2 separate regions of the Danio rerio genome follow, and region 1 is linked to region 2. The links are chromatin contacts, called in public Hi-C maps. All regions are on one chromosome and are shown on one strand. Each heading gives the region's core, a stretch centred on a gene start, on an enhancer-like site or on the middle of the called end of the contact. The rest is flanking DNA. Distances are from core to core; before and after follow the strand shown. Region 1 overlaps mcama (melanoma cell adhesion molecule a). Region 2 overlaps mcama (melanoma cell adhesion molecule a).

What was found. Hi-C and Micro-C count contacts between places; a contact is called where the count stands out from the background.
Region 1: a contact with region 2 is called in a Hi-C map of an unstated tissue, with 3 times the contacts expected there. The contact joins two enhancer-like sites. A contact is called at or near these places in 4 of 18 Hi-C or Micro-C datasets (caudal fin, embryo and an unstated tissue).

What each region holds. Positions count from the first base shown.
Region 1 is chr5:64,789,741-64,795,238 of GRCz12tu, forward strand. All of the region lies in intron 1 of mcama (melanoma cell adhesion molecule a), which reads right to left. Among named protein-coding and RNA genes, the nearest start is that of mcama, 8.7 kb to the right of the region's middle. Within about 2 kb of position 1,676, at least 20 of the 62 cell types and tissues checked have an H3K27ac peak or open chromatin away from gene starts, as enhancers often do.
Region 2 is chr5:64,747,990-64,753,296 of GRCz12tu, forward strand. All of the region lies in intron 1 of mcama (melanoma cell adhesion molecule a), which reads right to left. Among named protein-coding and RNA genes, the nearest start is that of tlcd5b, 48 kb to the left of the region's middle. Within about 2 kb of position 1,517, at least 18 of the 62 cell types and tissues checked have an H3K27ac peak or open chromatin away from gene starts, as enhancers often do.

The sequences.
Region 1 (5,498 bases), core at 426-2,925, 42 kb after region 2:
TATCCTGTGAACATGGAAGCTGTTTGGTGTCCCGCACTGCACTTAATTTGAACGCAGCTCCATATGCATCTTGCTTTGACCGTTACATGCTTTAGCGCCACAGAGTTGCATTTACTGTATTTTTAGCATCTTCAGGCATGTCAATAGAAGTGCCAATCTCATTGGTCGACTAGTTTTTAACATGTCACATCAAAACGAAGCATTATTCCAGTCTGCACACGCACCTATGAGGAAAATTATCTTGTGTAAGCTGATTGGACAGAACTGTGTGTAGGTATAGTGTGTTATATCGGAGTGATATATTGGAGTTATATTGAAGTGATATAAACACAACAAGTCTCTTTTTTTTAATTTCCTGACATTAAAATAGGATCCAAATCTCTCTTGTGTTAAGGAAGACCGCTACTTCACCTAGGAATGCGGTTTCCTACTCACCATTTTGATTGAAAGCAGCGTATTAACATGTCTCTGTAGTAACTTGTATAATCATATCAACAAGACAGGATGTGCCGAATGCAACTGGGATTAAAAGATCTGTTGAGCTCTCTGTGATCATCAATCATCATCAAATGTGATCAAGAATGAGTTTTACAAGTTTAAAACGGTGCATGTTCGTAATAAACTACAGCGATTTCACCATCTTTTTCACCACAGCACATGTCAGTACAATTATAAAAGAAGGCGCCTCAATCCTGGTTTGTGGACATTAAATCAGGTTTATTTTGTACATTAACATAACGGATATTCATACGGCAGTGAATATTAACGTGTATACTGTCATATTTGCAGTGCAAAAACGTTTCAAGTTAAATGTGTGTGTGTGTGTGTGTGTGTGTGTGTGTGTGTGTAACCTTTGAAACAACATTGTGTGTGACTCATCGTTGCAGAAAGGCTTGAATTAACTCCACAACAAATACATTAAATTATGACTGGTAAAGTTCTTACTGTAGTATTTCTCATAAACGTTACGTGAGATCTGCTTTCTTCATGTCTGTCACTGTGCTGTTTATCTGATGCAGCCGGAGACATATACTCTGACAGGCACTTCCCGGTGGGCGAGGAGAACCAGCATTAAAGGCACAGGCAACAAAAACAGCTGCAATGTGTTCAGAGCAAACTATTCCAATATTCTAAAAGGTGAAATAAATAATCTGATGGGTGTTTTGAGCTGAAACTTAACAGACACATACTGGAGACACAAAAGACTTATCTTAAATCTTGAAAAAGGGGTAAAATAGGTGTCCTTTAAATCAACAGATATTTTTGTTTTTTTTATGTTGGACTGTGCCTTTAAGAATAGTCCCAACACACAGATGTACACACACAAAAAAACTGTGGCAACCGCTTAGGGATGCTCTGACAAAACCCCACTCACAGTTTCCCCAGGAAACAAAACACAAAAATCAAGTTAACTAATAACGATTTTCAAAAGAAAACAGTCCAGAATTTTCGGCAGAACGCAGCCACAGAGAATTACCTTGCAACCACCTGAAACACAAACAAGGCAACTGCGCGAATGTCTGCAAAAATCAATAAAGATTTTAGAGAAAGTGAAACAGATGAAGGGCCTGAAGTCCCGCGCTCCCTCTGAACGGGCCGCTAGCCAAGCCTGAGAGCGGGGCATGAGGGAGATGTGGGAGGAGAGCCGGAGACCGTGGGGGGAAGGGGGCAGACAGCAAGACTCGAGGTGCTACTATTGTGCAGGATGATTTCTGTAACATGAGCAACCTACTTACTCACACACATCAGAAGAAGACGAAGAAAAAACTTCCACATCTGCCTACTCCGAAATGAGTGAGCCACCAGGTGCTCGCAGCTGTCTGTGGATTTGACCGAGAAAAGAGATGGAAAACGATAAAGATGGACAGGTTTCGGGGGATGAGAGTTAGTGATTTAGAGAAGAGATTTTGGAGAAAACATTATCCAAGGACTTCCGAAAACCCCCCTTTGCATTGTGCGGATTTTCTGCCAGATCCTGAATCGGTTCCTGGGCAGTGACGTGTCCCACAGATGGGGCTCTCTAAAAATGACGGGCTGTGTTCAACCAATTAAATAGCGCATTTTGGACGGGTGCGCTAAGCTGGTTATAAGTGTGGAGAATAATAATGAGATAAAGCCAAAAAATCACAAGGGACATGGTCCGCAAAATTAAGTCTTTTATCAGCTCATACTATGTATTTCCTATTTATTTTAATGGCATTAGAGAAACTGTCTACAGCTGTGGCTTTAACACTGTTGCATGAAGCATAAAATTGCTATTGATCCATAAGCAGATTATTTTGACTTAGCAGCATTGGTTGAGGAAATATTAGTGTGCTTTTTATGTCAAACAAAGGAATAGGAATCAGCAGGCAAACAATTAAATATTTCAATGTTAAAAGAATAATTCACCTAGGTATTAGTTTACTAATGTAAATGTAATTTCAAACTGGTATGACTTGTAATGTTCATGTAAAACACAAAAGGACATATTTAAAAAAGTGTTTAGGCTGTTTATTTCCGTAAAAACAAAATCATTTAAACTTAAAGATATGCAAAGGCAGAGACAGCACGTTGGCTCTCACAGCATGTTTTATTGATTTGTTTGTTTTTTCTTACTTGATTTTTACCACGTTTTCAGATTTTACCACATTCTCACCTTATTATTTACTTGTTTGTTTTATTTTTTGGATTCTGTTTTGGTCTTACCCGCTTCACCTGACTCAAACTCCACTATACATCTCAAGTCCACCAACGTACAGTACATGGTGTCAAATTGTGTTTTACTGTATGAATATGTTATTTTTGGTTTTTTGAACTATGATAAGACGTTGGCAAATGAAGCTTATGTTATTAATCTTCTGATTGTACTTACCAAGAGTCATATCTATCGATGTAAATTTAGCAATCAGAAACCTCTGTTTTTATTGGTACTTAAAGAACTTAATATTTATAAACAGTAAATACCATTAAGGAGAGTACAAACAAAAAAGCTGTTAAAACCATGTATTTGTTTGACACTTTGAGGTTATTGTGAGTTAGCAAGGCCTAGCATTATTTATTTGTAATTTCTTTTTCTGCTATTTAATTTTGTTTTACCTATTGAGTTTTTTTACCTTTATAATTTTTTTTTATACTTTTCCTTTTTTTGTTTACCTCTAGCATTGTTTTGCATTTATCGTTCTTGCATTAAAAAAAATAAAATAAACTAAAAAAAACTGTACATGGTGAACTAACTAGACATAACAGCGGGAAAGCCATCCATACGGAGGTAAGGGATTAACCTGATAAGCGCAAAAGCGCGGAACGACGTCATACCATGCCTAGGGTTTATTTTAAAAATGAAATGCAGCCATACGTACGTCTGGCTACATAATTCTAGATCTCCAGACACGTATATAGGGCTACATTTTCAGAATGAGCCTATGTTGGAGTCCCGGCTGGGTCAGTTGGCATTTCTGTGTGAAGTTTGCATGTTCTCCTCGTGTTGGCGTGGGTTTCCTCTGGGTGCTCCGGTTTCCCCTACTGTCCAAAGACATGCGCTATAGTGAATTGCATTTAATAAACTGGCCATAGTTTAGAAATGCAAAAGTGTATGGGTGTTTCTCTGTACTGGGTTGCGGCTGGCAAAGCATCTGCTGAGTAAAACATATGCTGGAATAGTTGGTGGTTTATACCACTGTGCCGACTTTAATTTAAAGTTAGACATATAGAAAGCATTACAGCATAAAAATATGGGTAAAATTATGTCCCATCATAATTCACCAGATATATACATATATGTACATACATATATATATATATATATATATACATATTTTGATCTATCTATCAGCTTTAACCTATGTATAAAGTGTATTTTCATGTCTTTTTAATGCTTCTGTTAATCATTATGTATGGATTCAGGGGAGGAACGTATATAAAGATGAATCATTGGACCACTTTACTGAAATCCATTGTGCTCTCCTGGTTTTGGAGCTCATCTTCATCTATCCTCATTTATTTCTATTGTATGCAAAGAAGCAGCCAGACTTTTAAGGGTGGAAAAATTGCTTTTGTATCCCTGCAGAGCAAAACAAGTCAAACAGATGAAGACGTTTCAAGAGTAAGTGCTCTTTTTATTATTGAATACCCTGTATGAGGAAAAAACTAGGACAATTTAGCATGACAAATCTAATTTTGGATTCCTTTTACAGCTTTCTAAAAATTAAAATAAAAAGCGCAGTCTGTGAGAAAGTGAGGGAGAGGGGCAGACAGAGCTGGCACCCGTCCACTGTAAATTCTTCACCCCCTTCGTTGCACTTGGATGATTGTTATTCATTCTCACGCTTCATTAATGTGGTCAGTCTCCACATCTGACTTTGATAAACATGCCATCGCTACATACATGAGCCTGTCTCTTTACAAATTTATTCAGTAAGCAGAATTTGGAATTTGGATCCATCTAATGTGCGACGAGGGCAGACCGTGCCATGCAGAGCTGCAAGAATCTCCACAGATCATTGAATGAAGCAACATAAAAACTGGCTGGCAGCTCAAACGGCCTCTGTCGGATCATGGCCACAGCAAGTTTGACACACTTCCCAGAAAATACTAACATTAAAAAGTAAGCCAACAGAAAATGTAGAGCAGCCAGCTTGGATTCCTTCACAAAATGGCCATTTTTTAAACAGTCAGGCCTCCCCTTGTTCAAATACAGCTCAGATGAAGACTATAGATGACAAATACTGAGCCTTTTTCTGTCATCGACACAATTGGCAAGTCACAAAAGGCTTTGATAAGAGTTATCTCCTCCAGATAGTGATCTAAGCCTGTAAACTCACCTGTGGATCTGAGACACCTCCGACTACCATCCCCCTTTCTGCCTGCTACCAAAGGATTTAACCGAGGAATGTCGATGCCATTGTTTTGGCTGAACTCAAAGCGGGTGACTTCAAAAAGTGGCCCGCGGTGCTGTCGTCTAGCCTGTGTCTCGGCTCATCACTGCAGCCGTAGGATCAAAACCTCGACTTCAGGGACGCGATCAAAAGAGATCTAATACTCAATTATGCTTGAGAGTGAAGGGCTGCTCTCTTTGATTGAGCACCGATTGAGTGTCTCGTTGGGATTCATCTTTTGTTCAAAATCATTTTTAGAGGGGAAATGCTCACCCTGCTAGTGTTTACTGACCTTACAGAGAAGCCATATGATGAAATCACAGGATAAAATCCCATGGGTTTCACATGGAAATGATCCAAAAGTACATGTTTCACATATACAGTTAAAGTCAGCATTATTAGCCCTCCTGGATTATTAGCCCCCCTGTGTATTTTTTCCCAAATTTCTGTTTAACAGAGGGAAGATTTTCTCAACACATTTCTAAACATGATAGTTTTAATAACTAATGCCATTTAAAGGCATAACTCGGTTCATTAATGTAGGTAAGTTTGAGTAATTTGGCAGATTCTTGTATAATGATGGTTTGTTCTGTAGACTATCAAAAAATATTTCACAATGGGTTTAATAATATTGACCTTAAA
Region 2 (5,307 bases), core at 267-2,766:
GATCATTTTTGAAGAATTATTCAGAGGCATTTTTTGATGGCTGGTTGTCGCCAGCTATTGGTTAAATAATGTAATTGCTGCATACAGCTTTCATTTTTAAGATGATGATGATTTTAATCTTTACCATAAACATCAGTGGTTTTATCTAAGCTATAAACTGTTATCCCAGTACTGCTGTGTTATTTGACTGTTTGCAACTTCATAACTAACTCAAAAGACTAAAGACTGAATCTCTTAGGATTAATAAACATATGCAAATCACTGTCGTTTATCATTTATGTTGCGCTGGTGTTGAGATCCCGATCTTTTAATGATGAATCGTGCAGCTTACATCAATTGCATTAATGCAGGCTAAACAAGTAGTAACAGAAAACACCTTTAAGTGAACACCCACCACATCCCGAATAACCAACCACAACATCTTCTGTCATCATTATATTTTACCGGAAAGCCTAAATGCTTTTATACATGTGATTTGAATGACGTGAGAGGTGATCTCTCTGTGATCGTTACAAATTTAGGATTAATCCACAAGTAAAAAATGCATTAATATGTGGGTCACGTGTATTCCGAACTGTGAGTTGTGATCTGTACAAATCACAGATCAACTGTGATCCGTTACAGCCCTAGCTACCAGTACTTTTTCTCTTAGTCACCTACTCTGTTCTTTACAGTGTAGTTTTAGAATACAGTACATAATTCAAGAGTCAAAAGGGTAATTATTTGCCAAAAATACATATTAGACCATAACAGTCTTGTTTTCTTTCTACTGAATGGAAACGAGCGGCTTGGAAATTCTGCCAAACATCTAATTTTGGCATTCAAAGGAAATTAACGAATAAATACCAAGCTACACACAGCTATTAATTAACAGATATTTCTACAGTACAGACAAAAGGTTAGTGTTTGGATCAGACCAAAAGATGAAGGTTAGTAAAAGAAGAAAGAATGTTCATTTTTGGGTGAACTATTCGTTCTAAATCCTCCCTCCTATTACGTTCTGGGCCGTCTCTATTGTGGTAACATTGTGGTTTTGAGTGGCAAACACAGACCTGCCGGCGGCTGCCACCACACCAACTGAAAAAACACCGCCCATGTGTCTTTTGTCTGTGATGATTATATTTGGCAGAACACCTTCAGTAAAGCCGGCATTTTTAAAAAACAAGGCCCAGATTTTGTGACCACAGGCATGATTTTAATCTGACTCAGACATGAGCGACGCCATTCATCTTCTCATCCTCCATTTCTCAGATATCTGCCATCAAAACTCGTGTCCGGTCACTGTGACTCTTCAAATGTCACTCTCTGCCCTCAACGGCCTTTTTGTATTAGAAGAAAGTCATTTTTCTTCCCTTCAACCTGCTCTCGTGCTCTTTCTCTCAGCATGAAGAAAATAGGCTACGAGTGAAAGGCCTCCTTTTTAATTGGAAACATCTGGAAAGTGGGGAGCTGGACTGGTGGGGTGCCTTGGAGACGAGTTATTATGGGATTTCCACGTCCTTGGCGAGTGACTGGTGGAGGAGAGAGACGTTGGCCAGGGTTCAGGGGTGAAGCGTGTCCCTCCCCTCGGCGGTGTGAGGTCAGTGGTACAGCTACTGCTGGGAAGGAGGCCGTCTGACTGTGTCAACAACATCTGAGTTGAGCTTTGTGTGTGTTTATGATTGAGTGATCAACGAGACTTATGACTTGCTGGGCAATTTCATCTCAATAAGGAGAAAATCCTATGCTTAATCAGTATCTTTGTCCAATAAAAATAACTAAACCATTAAAGTGAGATGAACTATTAAATGTAATGAGGTATAGGTAAGCACAGATGCAAAGTCTTGGCCAAAGTACATACTGCACTCATATATAATCTTGCATCAGTTACAAATCTTAATAGGGCCATAGATTTTACTTCAAATGCTATTGTCTTTATTAGGGGTTTAAATATAAAGCACTGAAATACTTATTGTAATTGTTAGGATTATTATTTTGACCTTTTGTGCAAAGCAAATTGTAATGGCCGGAGACTTGAAACTTGGTCAGATCATAGTAGTCTTGCTTGCTACTTAGATCAGTGTATCCCATATCACTGTGTTGGGTGAAAGTAAATATATCCTATTTTTTTTATGCTGGATTCACACTAAACATGGAATGAAGTATTCATGTGAGTAAATTACATAAAATCAACTCCTCAAAAGCGTCTACCATGCAAGCTGTGGTGAGTAGCTGAGCTGCTTCATTTCCAATAACGTGTTTAAATAGCCAACAAAAATCATTAAAAGTGCAGTTGTAGATCTGGAAAAATCCTAACTTTAGCATATTAGCATTGGAAAAATACATATAAATACATTTATATCATTTAATTTATTCTTTACTATTGGAATGTGAAGAGACTATTTTAACCATCTAGCCGCAACGTCTTAAGCGCATGGTGCAAATGCATTAAAAGCAGGTCTGAATCCAATTTTGTTATTTTAAGGATAAAAAATGCACCTCAGCGCATGGTCTTAACAGGGTTATGTTTATTCTCCTAATGAGTAATGGGTGTGTTTTGAGCATAACGTGCATTAAACAAATCAGTCTCATCTCTCATTCCCTTTAAGAGTCAGTTGTGTTGCGCCATAGCGCATTTGCTATTTACATGGCAGACTTTGCGAGTGGAAAAACTGAACTCTTCACTAGCTAGAAAACAGTTAAACAGTCCATCTGCAGCGCGAGGATAAAGAATGAGCCACCTCCATTCTGCCTCTTTACTTTCTTTTTACTTTACTTTTACTCTTTACTCCTTTACTTTTGTGGAGTAAAGAAACTGTGTTGTGCACACTCCACTGAAGACATCCGCTAGCCTTCATATTCAAAACTATTAAAAAACTATCAAAACTATTTCTAAATTCAGACCTAATTTCCAGCAAATGAATACATGAACTATAACAAAGTGTGATCAAAAAACTGAGTTATATCCAAACACACATTCATTTTTATGCCCCATATGGTAATGCATTCGTCTCCAAAGCCCAACAGGTGGACAAATCTAAACTTGCTTTTAATAAAACAAATATAAATATGCATATAATAAATAATACTGCAAATAATGATAACATTATACAACTGCAGGTTGTCATGAATGAGGTGAAGAAGTCATGCAGCCCGTGGTTTTTATATTTATCTAGAAAATAATAATTTTGTAACATTTTAATCCTTTAATTTTTTTTTTCATTTGTAAAGATATTTGTGTATTGCTGTACATTCTGTATGTATTAAGTGATGTGTAAGCATTTGGACCTGCATAGGCGCTTAACTAACGCACTCTGTGATAGCAACACGCCAACAATCACCTTAACACACTTCCTTTATAGAGCTGAACACCACAATGAGTCTACAAAGTTGCACAAATGGATTTGCTATTTAAACAACGTGACACAAAACGTGAAAAATAGAGTTGCGCTGGTCCGAAATAGCAACAAATCACGCGCTTTATAGCGCCAGGTGTATGATAGGGCCCTTAGTATTTATTTTTAAACATTTGCTACAAAACTAAACTAAACATGACATAAAATGTGCACTCTGATTGCTTTATAAACTGTTAGAAATATTGCTGAAAATGTTGAGAAAAGATTGCCTTAAAATCATCTTAGACCCCATTAAATAAGCTTCACACTAAGAAAAAATGTTCTTCTGACAACTGTTTACTAAAAGACTGTGGAAACCAAAATAATTAATCTAGTGTATGTCATTACTGAAAAATGCTCTATTAGAACATCTATTTTTTAAGTGTGGGGGCATTTCACTTTATAAATAGAGATTTCTACGCTATAATCAAACGATAACCACAATGGCCACTTATTGTGCATAAAAAAATAAAGTCTCTAAAATAAAGAATCTTGGTGTGATTCTGGAGTCAGATCTGAGCTTCAATAGTCATGTCAAAGCAGTAACTAAATCCACATACTACCGTCTCAAAAACACTTTAGGCACTTTGTTCCCAGTGAAGACTTATAGAAACTTGTTCACGCTTTTATCAGCAGCAGGGTGGATTACTGTAACAGCCTCCTCACTGGCCTTCCCAAAAAGACAGTCAGACAGTTGCAGCTCATCCAGAACGCTGCAGCCAGGATTCTGATTAGAATCAGAAAATCAGAGCACATCACACCGGTCCTCAGATCTTTACTGGCTCCCACTTACATTCAGAATAGACTTTAAAGTATTATTACTTGTCTATAAGTCACTAAATACCCTAAGACCTCAATACATTACAGATATGCTGACTGAATATAAACCTAACAGATCCCTCAGATCTTTAAGATCATATAAACTAGAAATTCCAAGAGTTCAGTCAAAGCAGGGTCAATAGGCCTTCAGCTATTATGCCCCTGCTGCTATAATCAGCTTCCAGAAAAGATCAGATGTGCTCCAACACTACGCACATTCAAATGAAGACCTACTGTAAAACACATCTGTTTAGCTGTGCCTATATTGAGTGTTACATCCGATAGATCGCACTATTATGTTTTTCTCTTCTTTTTCATTCTTTTCCGAATGTTTTAACACATTTTAATCTGTTTTTATATTATTTGTCTTTATATTTTTCTTTTATACTTGTCTTTTTTATTCCTGTTTATGTAAAGCACTTTGAATCACCACTGTGTATAAAATGTGCTTTATAAATAAACTTGCCTTGCCTTAAGAAAACCTAATTTCACAGAAACCTCAGCTCAAATGTGAATAATTCTAATAAAAATCTAGACCTACACATACATTTAGCTAAATGTGTACATATTTCATAACCATAGTTTTTCACCTATAGCCAAAAGCTAATCACAGTTACTCCAGACTAACCTCAACCCACATCCTGCCCCTAAAAAAGTACATTTACATTTTAAGAACAAAATAAATAGTCATTTTTCTGTATGTCTAAACCATTTTAACCTTTGAGAACGTCCCCGATGGGAGGTTTTGTCAGATTTTGCTAACTCCTGTGAACAGTTTGGTCCCTAAAGTACATCTAAGTGAACCTCTGCACACACAAAGGCTTATTAAACTCACAGTCACATCCCGCTGGTCCCATTCTGTGTTCGCACCCCATTTTCAGGGCTGCAGCCTTTCTCTCTGACCCCTCCTCCACCACCCAGAGCAGACGCCCTGCTCATTGTGAACAAGACGCTGGCCCTATTTGCTGAGTCCTGTAGCACGGCTTCAGAGAGCCCCCCGACTGAGTCCATCCACCCATGGCCTTCACATACAAGCTATTGTTCCCACACCTGGGGAGCAAATCTCCTTCTCTCTCCATCTCTCATCTGAGCTTAAAGGACACCCTGAAGTATG